Linked DNA regions of Rattus norvegicus: region 2 is linked to region 1. The links are chromatin contacts, called in public Hi-C maps. All regions are on one chromosome and are shown on one strand. The core of a region is the stretch at or near the end of the contact, and the rest is flanking DNA. Distances in the headings are between cores, read along the strand shown. Region 1 overlaps Slc4a4 (solute carrier family 4 member 4). Region 2 overlaps Slc4a4 (solute carrier family 4 member 4).

What was found. Hi-C and Micro-C count contacts between places; a contact is called where the count stands out from the background.
Region 2: a contact with region 1 is called in a Hi-C map of liver, with 2.8 times the contacts expected there. The contact joins two enhancer-like sites. A contact is called at or near these places in 2 of 12 Hi-C or Micro-C datasets (kidney and liver).

The regions. Positions count from the first base shown.
Region 1 is chr14:19,146,352-19,151,989 of GRCr8, reverse strand. It overlaps Slc4a4 (solute carrier family 4 member 4), which reads left to right. Exons shown (of 26, transcript NM_053424.1): 20 at 265-337. Among named protein-coding and RNA genes, the nearest start is that of Gc, 230 kb to the right of the region's middle. Within about 2 kb of position 2,604, at least 5 of the 93 cell types and tissues checked have an H3K27ac peak or open chromatin away from gene starts, as enhancers often do. A contact at or near this core is called in liver, where this site is marked.
Region 2 is chr14:19,309,056-19,314,693 of GRCr8, reverse strand. It overlaps Slc4a4 (solute carrier family 4 member 4), which reads left to right. Exons shown (of 26, transcript NM_053424.1): 5 at 3,998-4,158. Among named protein-coding and RNA genes, the nearest start is that of Slc4a4, 160 kb to the left of the region's middle. Within about 2 kb of position 2,038, at least 6 of the 93 cell types and tissues checked have an H3K27ac peak or open chromatin away from gene starts, as enhancers often do. A contact at or near this core is called in liver, where this site is marked.

The sequences.
Region 1 (5,638 bases), core at 1,355-3,854:
GGACCAAGAGCAAGCGATCTTTCTTTTATGGTTCTGAAAGGAGCAAAAACTTTAGAAGAGTCACTTGTTTTTTCTTCATGAGTTCCAATCATATATTGTAATAGTTTTCAACATTTTTAAAAGTTTACACTTATATTGAATATATACATTTTTTGTATATATGAGTTATATCAAGACCTTTGATGCTGTAGTTCAACACCGATTTGGTCTTTCTCTGTAGGTCTGTGTAGAAATTAGACTGATGGTCTTTGGATTTTGTTTCAGAGAACAACGAGTCACTGGAACCCTTGTGTTTATTCTGACTGGCCTGTCAGTCTTTATGGCTCCCATCTTGAAGGTAAAGATATAAAATAGTCACAGCTTTCTCGTCTTTGGAACATTGATACCTGGACACATGGGTGTGAAATGCTTGCCACATTCCATAGCACCTGGAAGCAGGGGCCAATAAGGAAAGAAAATTTAAAAATACGTGCCTCGATTTCCCAACAAATTCCTTACTTCCTCCCTCACTATTATTTCTGCAGTTACTGGTTTGAACCGTCTGACATCCCCAATGTTGAAGTCTCTCCTGACCTGTAGAAGGGCGGTGCCATGCATGTCTATCTGATTAGTCTTCCTCTCCATGCCTGCTTTGTGCTTCCTTTGTCTTTTATCCATCCCATCTACTTGCTTGTCCCTAAGTCCCTCCCCTTGCCAGACACCCAACAGGTCATGGTTAATTTCTTTGCCCTATTTTTAACAATAACCATGTTTCTGTTTTTCCTTGAATCAAAACGCTTATTAACTCCGAAAGGGAAATAAGAATAAAATGACTGATTTGTCGTTGGAAAACTTTAGAGATGAACTTTTGAAGAGCCGTTACATGGTAGAACATTTACGAGGTTACACATCAGCATATAGGTTGATTGACAGCATGGGCATCTATGTAGACAGCAACATGCATGCAATGGCCCCTTTAAGAAAAAGAACCACAGAGGAAGTCAATGCTTTTGCTCATTAAGCTTCCTGGTTTTGTGATATAAGCCAGCTTCTCTCTTTTTTTTCTATTACAAAAACATCCCTAACCAATTATTAGTTATTTGCACCTTATCTTCTGTACTACTGTGTGAAGCACAAAATTTCACACAGATCCAACAACTCTGAGCAACCCTATTAATAATACCTTACATTTTTCCAACTGAAAAACTTCATTTTTAAACAATATAATTGTGCTGAGCAGTGGTAGCAAATGCCTTTAATCCTGGCACTTGGGAGGCAGACAGAGGCAGGTGGATCTCTATGAATTTGAGGCTAGCCTGGTCTACAGAGTAAGTTCCAGGACAGCCAGGGCTGCACAGAGATATCCTGTCATGAAAAACAAAATAATAAACAAACAAACAAATGTCAATGAATCCTTTTGTTATACAAGTAATAGAGGGATAGCACACGAGTCTAAAACAGTTGCTGGATGGAGTAGTGAGTAGCGAAAGCTCTCTGTTTCTTTCAGATTAGCAAGTCTCTATCAGTGGCCAATCAATGAGATATAGAGGAGGCAGCTATAACATCTGAATATGGAGACTCACTTTGCCTTTTAAGTAGCTAGACTCATCTCCTACAGTTGGTATGAAATAATTAGAAATAGTTAGGGCACTTGATTATCCAACTGCTCACTCTGGGTTTCCATGGTTTCCATTATCTGGTTAACTTCTGAACAGAGTCATGAACACTGGTGCATCTCAGGCAGCCCACAGTCAAACTCAGGTTTAAAATGGTGTCCGAGAAGTTGTTTCTGGCCTGTGTCCTATAGGGACAGAGAAAAACCCTTGGTCAGGTCTATCAATTCAAGGAGGTGGCTTTATGTGCAAGGCTTAGTGGGTTTGAAGCACTCATTGCACATTCTACCCAAGGCGATAGGAGTTTCTGTTTCCCTAGCAGGGCCCAGGATATGATACTAGTGGAGATGTTTAGAGACAGCTTTGTCTCAAAGGCAGTGAGACTGGATTTAGAGAGGTCACTGTGGTCAGTTAAGATCCTGGACTGCAGGAAGCATCAGTCCCCTCCAGGTAGGCTCATGTATTGTTACACTGCTTCGGTGCAGCCTTGCTTTTATGGAACCTTCTAGAGAGACGTATCTAAGGAGAGATGGGCAGGCAGACATCCTTTCAGTCTTTAGATTTACACCCCATCAGCCAAATTTCCATTTTGTCTTCTAGATTGTTCTCACTAAAACAGTATAAAACCCTGCTTTGGAAAGGGAGTTGTATACAAACTCCTCTGTTTGTATTACAGAAAAACTGGCTTTAATCATGGGGAGCCTTCCAGTGGTCGTGCATGGTTCAGAAGGGACAGATAAAACAACTACCATGTAAATTGCCACCTTTAGAAAGACTGACAAACTCGTACCTGGTAACAGGTCTTCCTAGCTATTCCCCACCCTGCCCCCAAGTAGAACTGTGGAGGTGTTGAAGAGAAACGCCCTGGGGTTTTTGAAGTGAACCCGTTTACCCCACATGTATGTGGAGCACTGTAATGTGTACAGAACAAGATCAGAGCTCATGGGCAGAGCTTGAAACTCCCCTTCGGCTGTCCCGTTCCTGCCCGTGCCTTGGCTTGCTTTACTGGGCCGCCAGCTTGCATCACTCCGGCTGTTTCTATCTGGCAACTTTGATTAGCCTGAAGAGTCACCGCCTCCATTAGTGAAAAACGTAACTCAGCACACATTTTTATTTAAGGCGGGGTTCTTTCTAAATTCAGGGGGATGAAATTGTTTTGCTAGTCTAGCTCACAGCAGACTGTGGAAAACCTTACAGATAAGCAGTAGGAATGAAGCAGCCTTTGTTCAGGAGCCTCTGTTCCTCCCTTGAGTATGTTAGTCCTTCCCTACTTCAGGAATCACATCTCCCAATAAGACCTCCATTTCAGATCCTGCGCCCACCCCACTGCCGATGTTCGGCAAGTTGCGTGCTTGGAGCAGAGATGCCTCGTAAGCATTTACAAAGTCAATACGGGAAGAAGCAGATGTTAAGGGTACAGTTTAACGGGAATGTAAGCCATGGCTAAGGAAAGGGTACGATTAATAATTAACCCACAAATTCACACAGAAAGTGGTGTCATGGGTTGACCTCCATGTGACTGTGTCTTTTTTGTTTTCTAAAGCAACAGATGACAAGTTCAGGGAATAGTTTTCCTCAAGACCCTGCCTTTGAAAGTTAGATCAAATGGATGGGAACAAGCGATATGTGCGACTTCTTTTTTTTTTTTTTTAAATGAAATGGTTCAACTCCTTCCCTGCCCAACTCTTTCTCCTTACAAGTTTAATGGTCTCCGATGAGCTGAGCAATTTTCTTGCATGCATGAAGCATCATAGGTGGTTGCTTACTTGTGCAAGGATCCTTTGAACGTGAAGTTTATGGCCTCTGTTTTGATCTCTGTGCCGAAATCCGCCTTTCATGTGGAGGAGTGCAAGGAATTATAGTGTGCCAGCTTTAAGTTCATGAGGGTACCCCTTGACCCCGACCAGCTATAGTCAACGATGCCTCATTGCACCAAATCACTTAGCTGCTTAGCACGAAACCGATGGGAAGTAAGAGTAACTGGCTTCCCAGGCTGGCGATGTGGCATTCCCCGAGTTTCCACAGTGGAAAGGCTGCCGCCGGTTACTGCTAGCATTCTCCTGTAAGTGGCAATCACAGAGATGAAAGGCCGTTCCCTGAGCTGACTCTCTGTTTTCCTGGCAAGACTCAAGAAGTAAAGATCAAGGAAAGTTCACTGCCGTTTCTGCTGCCCGTGCTTGGATTAGTTTATCTTTAACGTGAGGTGTGGCCAGAAGTTATCTTTAAGACTCGGTTAGTGCACCAAAGGGTAGAAGAGAGCCTTTAATTTGTACCTGGCAGATACTTGTTGATCTCCCACACAGACCTGACCCAGGGAAGCAGGTAAAACATGGTGCAGATGACGAGTGTGAGGATAAAACCGTAGTCTGTCGAGCTTGGCCTCAGATTCTAGAATCACTCCAGATTTTAAAAATATAGCCAGCAGTACCTGTGAGAACTATATGAATAATTATCTCTACTCTAGAGATAGGAAAAATATGAAAAAAGTCACTAGTCTTCAATAAGCATAGACTGGAGAGGCAAAATTTGAATTCTGAAAGGTCTAGTATAAAACGAATCCTATAACCTTGTATAATGTGTGCCCATCAAAATAAAACGCGGTACTTAGCCTTCAAAGAATCTCTATTTTCTTTTTCCATAATATTGTCTTTCCCAGATTCTTTGATCTCATTTGGAATACTTCTTATGTGGGAAAAGTTGTGCAACTTTCATAAAGTCCTCTTCGGACCTCATCCCAGTCATCTGAGAACCACTGGCTTCTTTATCAGCAAAGACTTTTAAGGCTTAAGAGAGTTAGGGCATTGTGTTAGTAACATATTGCCAAAACCAGATTAGCTGAAAGTGCAGTGTATTAAAAATTAAATAAAACAGGACTTCAAGTCAGCCCTTTCAGCCAGCTCTCCCTGTCCCCCAGCCATCTCTTCTCCAAACCGCCCCCCCCACACACACACCTATCACTGAGGGAACAGAAAGACCAGTGGTTGGGGATGGCAGGCAGTTTCATGGTAAGGATGGCATAAGTTCTACATTTATCATTTGTTAGTTGCTATGTTATCAATTAATTGGTGAGATGTTATCTAGTCTTTATCAGAGCTTTCTAGGTATGAATGCTCAGAGTATGAGAAACAAACAAGTTGGGGTTGGGGATTTAGCTCAGTGGTAGAGTGCAAGGCCCTGGGTTCAGTCCCCAGCTCTGGAAAAAAAAAAGAAAAGAGAAACAAACAAGTTGTCTCACTGATCTATAGCTGACAGCTAGAAGCCAAACCCAGGTCTGTTCAGCTTGTTATCCATGTCTTAATCGGGACCATGCTTTTAGCTTTAGGCACATGCACACATATGCATACATACCCACACATCCCCCCCTCTACATGCACCCATATAAGCATACGCACCCACACTTGCTTTGACCATAAAGCCATCGAGAGATCTCAGTCCTTACTGAATTCGTATCCAGTGTTGGACAAGTATAGCTTTCCCTTTTTATCAAATATCCTTTTCACATCCTCCCTTCTGGGAGTTTTCTAATGCTATTGACAAGTCACCAGAAGATAAAGTGGGAAACTATAAAGATATATGATCAGAATTCGAAAACTTGGTGACATATTTAGATATTAAGTCTTATTGTGATTTCACTTCACTTTCATTTTCAATATGATTATAGGATCGATCCTTTAACCTTTTCATTTTTAGTGTTTATTAAATGTAACACTTCTTTGTAATTATCCTTCTTTGGCTTCCTGGGTATTATTGATGATATAATTGTTTACACAATTTACCCTTAGGCTATCTGGATGTGCCCAAGAAATGGGTATTTTTAATATCTACCACCTTGCTTTGTAGAAATGGTTTCCTGCTACTGCTATATTACTTTGAAATGGGGTCTCAGTTATAGAGACTCTTTCGCAGAATTATTTATTTATATTGTCACACACTAGCCTAGGCTGGCCTTGAACTCATATATTCATGGCAGTCCTCCTGCCTCAGCCTCCTAAATGCTAAGAGAATAAGCATGAGCTACCATATCCTGGGTGGCTCTCAATATTAAA
Region 2 (5,638 bases), core at 789-3,288, 160 kb before region 1:
CTTAAGCTTACATTGCTTAGCTAATCGAGCACTGTCTTGGGCTATTCAGGCTGCACTGACAGAATACCATAAACGAAATCTCTTACACACAGTAGAAACTTGCTTCTCCTTGTTCTGGAGTATGTAAAGTCCAAGACTGGGCTCAGCACATTGACTCACAGACAGTTGTGGGGACAATGTGCTCTTGATGGTACTTCCTAGTTGCAAAAGGTCTTGCCAAGGGTACTAGAATTACAACATAGAAAGCTGGGTATGCTGACTTTACCTATAATCCTAGCACATGGAGGACTGAGGCAGGAGGATTGCCATAAGTTCAAGGCTAGGCTGGACTACAGAGTAAGAATATCTCAAAAACTCAACCTGACAACTACCCCAAACCCAAACCCCTAAAAGTTTAACAAAATATTATTTTTTAGTGTGTGTGTGTGTGTGTGTGTGTGTGTGTGTGTGACTGAAATGATGAGTTCTCATTCAAGCTATACAGATGGACAGCAACTGATAAACCGAAACTCATTTAAGAAAGATAAAGGACTTGCCCCTGGGATGGCTGTCAGGTTGGGGCAGTCACTGGTTGGCCATTCGTTTAGTCTCTGCTCCATCTTTGTCCCTGAATTTCTTGTAGAAAGGAGAAATTTTTGGCTGTAAGCTTTGTTTTTTTGTTTTATTTTTATTCTTTATTTTTTGGGGGGTTGTAAATTTTGTAGGTAGGGTTTTGCCTTTATCTCTCCACTGGGGGTCCTGTCTGGCTACAGGAGTAGACACTTCAGGTTGTATAACCCCACTTCTAGGAGTCTCAGCTAAAGTCTTCCCTATAGACTCCTGGGAGCCCTCCCCATCCCAGGTCTCTGGCACATCCTGAGGGCAGGAGAAGAAAGGTACGGGAAATGAATGAAGCTGTCTGAAACATTACACGTTACAGCTTCTAGATGACCCTTGTCATTTATCTTTGGCTTACATTCTGTTTTCAAAGATTCTCAGCTATTGAGAATACTCTTAGAAATCCAGAACAGGTATCCACTCTATTTTCCATAGACGGTCTATTTCTGGGTAGCCCTGAGATCCGAAACCATTTACCATGGACTCTTTCATCTTCTGGAGTCTGATCTGGAGCTATGGAGTAAGACAGATATAATTAAACTGTTCACAGAATAACTTAAAGATCCCGTGAGAAAGCAGGAGAAGGTGCTGCCCAAAGTTAACAGCATCACAGTAATCATCTAATTGATTATGAAGTAATCTGCTTTCCTTGTTTATTATTGGCTTGCTGATAGCCACGAAATATTGTAAGTGTGTGCTATAAAAATTGTCATTGACTTCTAGCTCCTTCTGTTTCTCTGGAAATTATTCCAACCAAAGATGAAGAAAATGTTAAGTCTAACAACACATATAGACAGGGGGGCATGATAGAAGTTTCTCATTTTGTTCAGGAATGTTTCAATTACTTCTGTGGAAATAAACCAGGTTCACTGTTGAAGTTTTAGAGTCTCTACAGTGATATTGCTGACCTTTAAACGTCTTTGTTATTTAAGGCATTGTTAGTATTATAATTTTGAGGATTACATACCTGAGTATTGTATCTACACCAACTTGCCTCTCCTTCCCCTCTTTGAGGCCCCCTTACTTCATGACTTTTTTTGTCTACATTATTCCACTTAGCTTTGCTCATATGTACACTCGGTTAGAGCTGTGGCTTTCAAACTCTAGAGGTAAAAAGATCCACATTTAAAAGTCAAGACCTCTTGCTGGTTTTGCTGGGTAGAACACAGGGTAACGGGGCCTCTAGTCATTGAGAGGTTGGACATAGACGTTACCATTGACAGGGAGGAGCTGCCTGGCTTCGAGGGGCCTCCTGGGAGGAGTGTGGAGGCATACGGGAAAATGCTTTTGAGTCAATGAGCATTGGGTGTGATAAAAATCCTAAGCTTTTCTTTGACACGATGGCTGATCTCTTGATCTGTTTTCACTTGTGGTCTGTGCAGGGAGCGTCTTTCCCCTCCCTGGGGGTTGATAAGAGTTCTATAAATAATACAGTATGTAGCGCTTCCTCTGGTTTCCTCCGATGCCTGCCCTTTGTTCTTATCTGCAGTGAGTTAGGTGAGCGTTTAGCTTGTTCTAGGAAAATGTTTTTCAATCATTAAACCCTTGGGTGAGAAATGTAGGAAAACAAAATTTAACCCCGTCATTCCCTTTCCAGCATCCTTCAGAGGCTTGATGGGCAAGGCAGGTGAATGCTGGTGGCGCGGTAGGGACGCGTCCTGTTTCTTTGAGGTGCTTAGCAGAGTCTGTGTGCAGTGACACACGAATTATGAGGCTTCCAAATGTGTTTTTTTTTCTTCCTCCAACTTAAAAAAAAAGCTTTGCTTTCTCTGTTTTCAAAATTGTCTACACATCTTGGCAAGCAGAAGTGGGTGAGGGTTGTCTGTCCCAACGCAGAGGTTACTAGAGGACTGTCGTCCATCACGGTGAATCTGTGGTCCACTGAGCTCGCTCATTTTAAACATATGTGGAGCCTGGCTGGAAGGGTGAAGTTTCTATTAGCATCTCAGTGAGAGGCCCATATGCCAGCTGAGGCAGAGGCATCAGACATGGTAAAGCATGGACCTCATTAAGTATCAACAACTGGGTATTTTCCATTTGAGCTAAACATTGCTTTCTTGTTGCTACTTAAACTAACCCACTCTAAAGGTCACAAGAGAATATTGGCAGAGATGTCTGGTTTTATAATTATAGGAACTACCTACTTGGAGAAAATTTTTTAATTTATATTTTTAAAAAATTAACTGACTTATTTATGTTCTAGTTGTTGCCCTTTCAGTCAGTTCCTCATCCCATTCCTTCTTCCCCTTGCCTCTGAGAGGGTGCTCCCACCAGGCCTCCTCTTCCCTGAGGCCTCAAGTCTCTAGAGGATTAAGTGGATCTTCTCCCACTGCCAGGGGCCTCTCACCACCTCTGTATGCTCCTGGTTGGTGGCTCAGTCTCTGGGGGCTCCCTGGGGTCTGAAAAGTTGAGACTGCTGGTCTTCCTATGGGGTCACGGTGTCCCCTTCAGCTTCTTCAATCCTTCCCTTAAATTCAACAATAGGGGTCCCCGACGTTAGTCCAATAGTTGGGTATAAGTATGCCTTCTGTCTCCGTGAGCTGCAGTTGGGCCTCTCAGAGGACAGCCATGCCAGGCTCCAATCTGCAAGCACATCATAGCATCAGTAAGACCGTCAGACCTTGGTGCCTCCCCATGAGATAGATTCTAAGTTGGACCGGTCATTGAACCACCTCTCCTTCAGTCTTTTTTTCCATTTTTGTCTCTGCAGTTCTTTTAGACAGGAACAATTCTGGGTCAGAAATTTTGACTGTGAGTTAGTAACCCTGTCCCTCCACTTGAGGCCCTGTCTATCTATGGTGTGTGTGTGTTGGGGGGGGGTGGTCTCTTTCCAATGTTGGGGATTGTAGTTAAGGTCACCCCCCATTGAATCCTGAGAGTCTCACCTCCCAGGTCTCTGGTATTTTCTAGAGGGTCCCCCCACCTCCCACCCCTTGAGGCTGCATATTTCCATTCATTCTTTTTGCCCTCTGGACTTCTCTCCTGCCTGCCCTCCCCCCACTTCCACCAATCCCTGATCTTGTTCCCCTTTCCTCTCCCCCTCCCCTCTCCTACCCAGGTCCCTCCCTCCCTCTGCCACCCATGATTATTTCCTTCCCCCATCTCATCTAAAAGTCACTTAGGAATTCATTTTTACTGATTTCCTGGTTATACGGGGAGGGTGGTGATGGTGGTAGAGGTCACTTGGACTCCGTTGGTCCATTTTGTTTTTTCTTTTTTGAGAGAAAGTGATCTGGTGATTGGATTCCTGGCAGTGACAGAGTCGATGAGTCAGTAAGCTATCGAGGCAGAGAGAGGAGACATTATGGAAGTGCTGGTCAGGGATGTGGGCAGGGGTCAGAGCCGCCTTCAGGGAAGGTTGCAGTTCTTTAATTGTTTCTCCCTGATTTCATCTTCCTAGGTGGATTAAGTTTGAAGAGAAAGTGGAACAGGGTGGGGAGCGATGGAGCAAACCCCATGTGGCCACCTTGTCCCTGCACAGCTTGTTTGAGCTGAGGACATGTATGGAGAAAGGATCCATCATGCTTGACCGGGAGGCCTCCTCTCTCCCACAGCTGGTGGGTGAGTATGCCACTTCAGGCCCCTCCTGTCGTTCAGGAATGCCCCTCAATGCAGAAGCCCGCTAGGGTAAGCAGGGTTGAGCATTCTCTAAAACACCGGTTCTTAGAGTCTTGTGCCATGAAATGAGCGACTTACAAACGATTTGACAGATATCAAGAAAAGTAGCATTAAGAAATAAGACCCGTCTTTGGTTTGGTCATTTCTATTATTTTGGAATACTTAGATTGATTTTTTTCCAAGTTTGTTTATCAATCTTCGAAATTTTGTGCTTTTTTTTTTAAAAAAAAATCCTTTATATTTTGTAACGTCGAAGATTGCATTTAATATGCAATCCACATATTAGTTTCTCTACTTGTTAGTGTGTACGGTGATCGTTTTTGGTATAGACTTGTGTGTATGTGGGATCGTTCGTGTGTATGTGTGTGTGTGTGTGTGTGTGTGTATGTGTGTGTGTGTGTGTGTGTGTGAATGGGTTGATGTGTGTGCTTCTGTGCATGCATGTATGTTTCTGTGGATGCCAGAGTAAACCATGGTTTTATTTCTCGGGAACCCATCTCTTCCTTTCTGAGACAATATCTCTCCCCGACAGGAGCTCACTCAGTAGACTCGGTATGGTGGCCACCATGCCTGTTTTTTTTTTTAATTAACATAAATTCTAGGCGTTGGACTCAGGTCCTCAAGCTTGCATGGTGGTCATTTGCATATCGAGCCATTACCTCACCCCAGATTAATATTCTGGCTAAAGAGCCTTCTCACCCTCCTATATCAACTGGCTCTCTGGACGTTAGGGTTTGAGAACTCTTTGACCTTAGATGTTTCACTGGGCTTTTCTGCTCCTCAGTTACACTTTGTTCAAAACAGAGCTTCACATCTTGCAGGAGGATGAAAATATTCCACTTCCCTGGGCTGCTGTGAGGGGAGGTGCATGTCAAGCCATTTAGCTGTGTGTGGAAAATGCTGTGGGGTAGGATGCCAGCATTAGGGCCCCATCGGCTAGTGACTGAGTGACTGAGTCAGGTTACATTGGTGTAGAGGATCTTGCCTATCACCAGAGCTTATGGAATTTCTCTGCATGAAATGTCACCATTTATTCCTTCCATTGAGTATGTGTGTTTTCTCTATGATACTAAAAAAAAATCTCTGGAAGTAGTTTGTATCCTGTGACACCAAGTGGTACCAGCAAAGAAATGCTGGGATCCCAGGGGGCAGCTTTAACTCAAGGCTTCTTCTGTCAGTATAGATGATCATGGTCAGAACACAGTCATGGAGTCTTGGTTCCTCTTCTGTGGAAGCACTATTAAGGGCACATGTCTGGGTTTCCTTTCCTGATGCCGTGATTAATACCTTGATTAAAGGTGCTTAGTGGAGAGGTATATTTTAGGTCATGATTCCCGATTATAGTCTATCACAGCTGGAAAGTCAGTGAGGCAGGAGTCTGAGAGAATGGGTCACGATACAGCCATCTTCAGCGACAGAGGTC